2 separate regions of the Anser cygnoides genome follow, and region 2 is linked to region 1. A link is a contact called in public Hi-C data. All regions are on one chromosome and are shown on one strand. Each heading gives the region's core, a stretch centred on a gene start, on an enhancer-like site or on the middle of the called end of the contact. The rest is flanking DNA. Distances are from core to core; before and after follow the strand shown. Region 1 holds the start of CHKA (choline kinase alpha). Region 2 holds the start of NFKBIA (NFKB inhibitor alpha).

Evidence for each region. Hi-C and Micro-C count contacts between places; a contact is called where the count stands out from the background.
Region 2: a Hi-C map of liver shows a contact between it and region 1, with 1.8 times the contacts expected there. The contact joins the promoter of NFKBIA here to the promoter of CHKA in region 1. A contact is called at or near these places in 2 of 7 Hi-C or Micro-C datasets (both in liver).

The regions. Positions count from the first base shown.
Region 1 is chr5:39,979,831-39,983,097 of Taihu_goose_T2T_genome, reverse strand. CHKA (choline kinase alpha) reads right to left here and starts at 1,570. Exons shown (of 11, transcript XM_048059721.2): 1 at 1,113-1,570. The coding sequence starts at 1,438.
Region 2 is chr5:40,400,067-40,403,333 of Taihu_goose_T2T_genome, reverse strand. It overlaps NFKBIA (NFKB inhibitor alpha), which reads left to right and starts at 1,515. Exons shown (of 6, transcript XM_048059840.2): 1 at 1,515-1,953; 2 at 2,263-2,371; 3 at 2,858-3,068. The coding sequence starts at 1,562.

The sequences.
Region 1 (3,267 bases), core at 321-2,820:
GGAGTCAGCAGTACAGACTACTAAGGATGAAAAACAGAATCAAGCAAATTAGATTCCAGAAATAACAGTGTAGTCATTTCTGTAGCCTAGGAACGCTGCCTAGGAACAGTGTCACTTCTTCTCAAGATTCGCTCCCTTTAACAACTTACTACATCATTAGCATTGTCAAGTGAGCAAAAGTACTTTACAAGTAGACTTTCATTACTGACTCTTAAGGAGTTAATCATGCTCACATGTATATCTGAGATCTTCACCAACAGTTTTATACTTCCTTTTATCATCACTAACCAGGGGGGTATTTGCATGTATTTCACGAATCAACAGAAGGATAGACGTTAGGATAATTAGGAAAGCCATATATTTAGAAGCATAAGTGATCAGAAAAGCAAACTCAGTGAGTCAAGGTGAATAATGGACAAGTGTGTACTTTAAAACCACAGATGTTTGATCAGGTGGGATGACTGAGCATCGAGACACCACACACGGCCTGTAAGTGAAACCCTGAACTAGCAGCGGCTGGACGAGCATACAGGGCAGCCACACAAAGAGACGATGCAATTCCGCAAGAAAAAAGGCGAGGATCCTCCACACATCACTCAGGGCTTCCACAACACCCCCACCTCACACCCGTGGGCTGCCAAAACCCAGTCTCCTACAGGCTGTCAGCGCGCTGAGTCACCAGCAGCGCTTGGTACGGCCAGAGATGCTCCCCACCTCCGACACGCGGCATCCAGCCGCTGATTTCTGCGGCTCTGGGCATCCTCAGAGGCTCTTCTCGCCCGGGGGAGCCCGGCTGGGGGCACACAGCGGCTCCCCATCCACCCCCCCCCCCAGATGGCGGCGGAGGATGCAGCGAGGCTGGGGCTTTCCAAGTGTCCGCACCCTCCCCCGCGGCGCGATGGAAGCGGCCGGACCCCAGCGCTCCCTGCCCTCCTCGGACCCCACCATTACCCGCCGCGGGGGGGGGGAGCGCACCACAAGCACAGGGAAATAGCGTGGGGGGGGTTGAGGGGCGTGCCCGCAGCGCCCGGGGGAGCGCGGCGTGGGGCGCGGAGAGGCGAATTTAGGGAAATTGAATGAAAATAAAGCAAAAAGGCGGCCCCGGCACTGACCTGATGGGGTCGATGCGCAGCTGCTCCTCCCGCAGCCCCCGCCAGGCGCCGGGCAGGAACTCCTTGCACCACAGATAGGCCCTGCGCCGTGTGCGGGGGTCGAGCGGCGGCTCCTCCTCGCGGGCCGGCGGGGGCAGCAGGGAGGAAGGCGGCGGGACGGGCTCCTTCCCCTCGGGCTCGGCGTGAGGGAGAGCCGAAGGGGGCTGCCCACCCCCACCGGCGGGGAGACCACCACCGCCCCCGCCGCCGGCAGAACCGGGGCTGCAGCCGAGGAGGAGCCCGAGCGGGGACGGGTCGGCGTCGCCGTTACAGAATTTGGTCTTCATGGTGCTAGCGCGGGGAAAGGGCGGTGAGGCGGCCGTTAGGGCGATATGCGGACGGGCGCGGCGGTGCTCTCCCTGCTCCCCCCCGCCTCACACCTCCAGTGCCAGCCGCGAATGAGCCGCGCGGCCGCTTCCAGCCCCCTTTTATAGGCGGCGCGGCGTGAGGCCCCGCCCACCTCGCGCTTTTTCTCTGCGTTCTGATTGGCTGAAAGGGGGAGAAGGGGGTGCGCGCCTTCTCTAGGCTTCCGGACGGCCAACCTTACTGGGGGGGGGAAAGGGGAACATTGATTGGTCGTTGTCATGGTGATGGGCGAGCCCACCTCAGGGTGTGTGGGGGGTGCAGAGCAAGGTGACTCGCCCCTCCCACCGCCCCCCTCCCCACTCAATGGTCGCGGCCCCGGCCGCCTCAGGGAGGGGTAAAAAAATCCCCCGGAGGGCCGGGGGAGCTGCGGGGAAATAAATTGGCGTCACGTGCGGCTCTTTTGGGCTGTTCCTTGGCTAATCGTGGCCGTGGGGAGCCCCGCTTCCCTGGGGGTGGAACGGTGCCCTGTGTGATGTGTGAAAACCTCTCGTCGTATAGCTGTGAAGCAATAAATCACCTTTAAACCTCGAGCTGCTTCTGCGTTTCCTTGATTTTTCTTTTCCCCTCTTGGTTATTCTCCCTCCCTTGATGGCCTTCTGCTGTACGGAAGAGGAGCTTGCGGGCTCTTCTAATAACAATTGCCGTTATTTTGTAGGTGGTTGGTGAAACGGGATTTTGGGGTTGTGGGGGAGGCTGTGGCATGCTCCTTCCCTCATCCCTCCCCGAACTATTTCTCATTTTGTCTCCGTGCGTCACTGTGGCACTCCAATGCTGGAAAGCCCCCAAATAGCCCAGGGTTTGGGTTTGTTTTGAGAAGTGGCAGGGCAGCTCCAGAACTGGCTTCATAACTGCTTTACGCTTGCAAAGTGGCTTCAGCACTGCTGACGCTGCCACGGCTGAGGCATACCAGGCCCTAGTTTACAGGAAGAGTGAGGTATGGGTCAGGGATGCCAAACTGGAACAGAAGATTCCTTTTTCTTCCTTTTATGCCTGAGCTTTTCATGTGGAAATAAAATCCCTTAATCAGAGCATGGCTTAGGGTGCTGGAGAGGGAAGATGCAGTGGCTGCTGGACATGGCAACTTAGGGCTGTGGGGAAACCCCTTCTTTTGCAGGCCCCTGTTGAAGTAGCTGAAGACTCTTTGAATAGTTAAATATCAAAAAACAAAACCAAAAACCAGTTCTACAGATGGAAAGCTCATTCTGCAACAACAACCAGTGATTTCTGCACATGCAGGAAGAAGCAGAAAATAAGAGAAAATTTTGCCTTTCAAACTGTCCTTTCTGTTTCCACATGCTTGACCTTCACACTACTTTCTTGCAGCATTGGTAACAGGACTTTTATGTTTGTTTTCTTTCTAATTAGAATTATTTGACTGATTTTTTTCTAGATTGCTTTTAAGGTGGAAAGAGAAGGCAGAAAAGTCAGAGAGTGAAATGGCTTGCTTTTCCTCAGTAGAGATTATTCTATCCACTTTAACTAAGAAAACTCCAGCTTGTTGATATTGGCCATTTCATTGACATTTGTTCTTACCAAGGCATGAGCTTTGCTTTAATACTCAAATAATCTCTTTCAAAGCCTCAGAGAACTTGGAAGAAGATACAAAAATCATGGCTCTGTTTGTTTTATATCCTTCTGATTACAACACACCTTTTCGTAATGTCAGTAACATAGGCTCCAGTCCTGTAATGACTTCCCTTTTGATACGTATTCTGGATCTGTATGAAGTCTACGCACATATTTCCTAAAG
Region 2 (3,267 bases), core at 266-2,765, 420 kb before region 1:
CAAAAATAGCCCCGAGGTTGCCTGTGACAGCAGCTGGAAGTCACTCGCAGAGGCAAAGAACTTGTTTTGCTGAACTCGGTTTCCAGCCATCGCAACGAGGACGGGAAGTTTGCAAGTTTAATTTCTGCGTGGCTCTGGCGAAGCCCCACCGGGAGGCAGCTCGGTTCTTGCTGGGCTCGGTGCCCCTGCTACTCGGATCAGGAGCTTGCTTTCCAGCTCCCCTCCTTGCTTTTGCACAGAGGCAGGTGGGAGGAGAATCATTTGTTAATTAAATTTCCCCTGCCAATTTACATTAAAAAGGGGAAACTCTTTCAAGAAGCTCACAAAACTTTCATAACCCTTAACCTATAAAAGAAAGAGCTGCACGGCTTTTCTAAACCTGCCCAAAAGCACCACCGGGTTGTCCCAGGCCCAGAGATGAATAATGAAAAAAAGCCCAGGAATGGTACGGCTGGGCTGAAAATCAGAAACATCTGTTTACGGAAAGCCAGGCGTCTTCCCTCTCCTCTGGCTCCCCCTTTCATCTTCGGATTTTCTCACAAGTCCTTTTTTTCAAAGGGACACCATCCCATGGGAAAATGGCAAAAGCCAAAAAACTCTCAGACACTGTTAGTCAGCGAGGCCAGCAAGAGTTGCAAGAGAAGAAAAATTCTTAATGGGAATCCCCCACATCTGAGAAGCGGCAGCAAAATTCACCAGGGAAAAATTCAGCATCGTCAACCTCACAGGCGTCTTTTATCCATGTGGGAGCCCGCGTCTATCCTGTTCTCCCTACGCACGGATGGGAGGACATCGGTAATGAGGAGCAGGGAGTAACTAAAATGGATGCAGAGAGTAAGGGTACTGGGAGAAGGTACCGCTTCTCGGGAAACAAAGTTCCTGTGTGTACGGTCTGAGGGGTTCTGTTTAGCCTTTGACACGGCCTGGACGTACAGAGTGGAGCAGGGATCCTCCCGCCTGCTCCTAATCCCGTGAGCAATTCCACCGCAGAGGTGTGAGGTCCCTCAGGTGCTGTGTGGTACCCGCACACCTGCAGGCTCCGCAATGTGTAACACCAGCCGTGCGCAGCATCTGAGTCTCTCCAAAGCCTGGCACCCCCCAGTAAGTAAATAATTAGCATCACGGTGACCCGATCCAGGCTTTGGGACACGGGGTGCAGAAGCGGCCCCACGCCGCAGCCCAAGCTCCCCTCCTGCGTCCCCCAAAGCCCCGTTTGGCCTCCGGGGGAGGGCCGAGGAGCCGGGGGGCTGCCTGCAGCGGGCAGCGGGCCCCGCGGGGAAGCCCCCGGGGCGGCCGGGCGGCGGCGTCCCCCCGCGGGGCTCCGAGTACTTCCCCGCCGCGGGCAGGGCAGGGCCGGGCAGGGAGGGCGCAGGGAATTCCGCCCTGCCGGGCCGCGCCGCGCCGAGCCGGGCCGGCCCCCTTCCCTCCCTCCCTCCCTCCCCACCCCGTCGCCGCCCCTGGCGCCGAGCAGGACCGGACTCGCCCGGCGAGGCCTTGAGAGGCTGGAAATTCCCGCGGCGGCGGCTCCTCCCCCGCAGAAATCCCCTCCGCCGCCGTGTATATGCGGCGCGCCGCCGCCGCCGCCGCTCACTCGCGGATGCCCGCCCGGTCGGCAGCGCCAGCCCCGCTCCGCGCCCCGCTCCCGGCCCCGCTCCCGGCCCCGCCAGCCGCCCTCGGAGCCGCGGCGCCCCGCCGCCCTCAGAGCCCCGCCGCCATGATCAGCGCCCGCCTCGCCGCCGAGCCGCCCGCCGCGGAGGGCTGCGAGCCGCCCCGCAAGGAGCGGGCGGCCGGGCTGCTGCCGCCCGACGACCGCCACGACAGCGGGCTGGACTCCATGAAGGAGGAGGAGTACCGGCAGCTGGTGCGGGAGCTGGAGGACATCCGCCTGCAGCCCCGCGAGCCGCCCGCCCGCCCGCACGGCTGGGCGCAGCAGCTCACCGAGGACGGGGACACGTAAGTCGGGGCCGGGGCCGCGGGGAGGCCGGGGCCGGGACGGGAACGGGGCCGGGGCCGCCGTCGGGGAGGCGCCGGGCGGGGAGCGGAGCGCGGAAAGTCCCTGGAGCGGCGCCAGGGAGAGGCGGCTCCCGCTGCCGTCGGAAAGCCCCGGCCGCCGAAAGCCCCGGCTTTCGAAACCCGCACATGACTGAGGCCGTGGCCCGGGCACCTCGTCACCCGTGTTCCCGCCGGGGGGACTGGGGCTTTCGCGTAGCTCGGCTAATTTTTCTTTTGTTCTCTCTTTTTTTTTTTTTTTTTTGGATGCAGTTTTCTCCACTTGGCGATTATCCACGAAGAAAAAGCCCTCAGCCTGGAGGTGATCCGGCAGACCAGCGGGGACCGTGCCTTCCTGAATTTCCAGAACAACCTCAGCCAGGTACTTTCACCTCGGCACCCCGGGGCCCGGATCAACCCCCACCGCCCCCACAAAAGCCCTGTGGGGAATTCCCAAGGAAAAATCGCTTTTTTAATTCAGTGGATATTAAATCAAAGCCTCCGTTCAGGAAAGCACCCGAATGACTCCGACCGGTGTTGGTGCAACACTTTGCCTCCCCGGCAGCGGCCTCTTACTTACCGCCCCCATTTTTCAAATATGATGCAATGGGTTGCACCCCTCCTCGCTGGGATGTTAATGATACCCTTCTTACGGATTGCATGTCTGGTATCTGGAGAGCCCCGAGTTCATTGCTTCCAGACTAACGAGCAGCTCTGCACTATGTCAGGAAGCGTAACGAACTGACTTTGTGGGGTGTGTTTTCAGCTGGGCAGAAATCCCCAAGCGACTGCAGGGTTTGTGTGTTCAGGCACTGCTGCCACGTCCGCTGTGTAACTTACAGGTTTCTCTTTTCTCTTTTGCCTGCAGACTCCCCTTCACCTGGCAGTGATCACTGATCAGCCCGAAATCGCTGAGCACCTCCTGAAAGCTGGATGTGACCTGGACATCAGGGACTTCCGAGGAAACACCCCGCTCCATATCGCCTGCCAGCAGGGCTCCCTCAGAAGCGTCAGCGTCCTCACGCAGTACTGCCAGCCCCACCACCTCCTCGCCGTCCTGCAGGCAACCAACTACAACGGTACGCACATGCTGCCATACGCACACCTCAGTACACGGCGCTGCAGACGGGGCTGCTGACCTCTGCAGAGCTGGAGAAGCAGCGTTGTTTCCATTTTAATGCTGAGGAGGCCCCAGAACAATGCAGTGTCTGACTTCCTTAAAATGTCACGGGCTGCATCTCGTAGGCCTCCTCACTGTTGATCATTGGCTCTCATGGC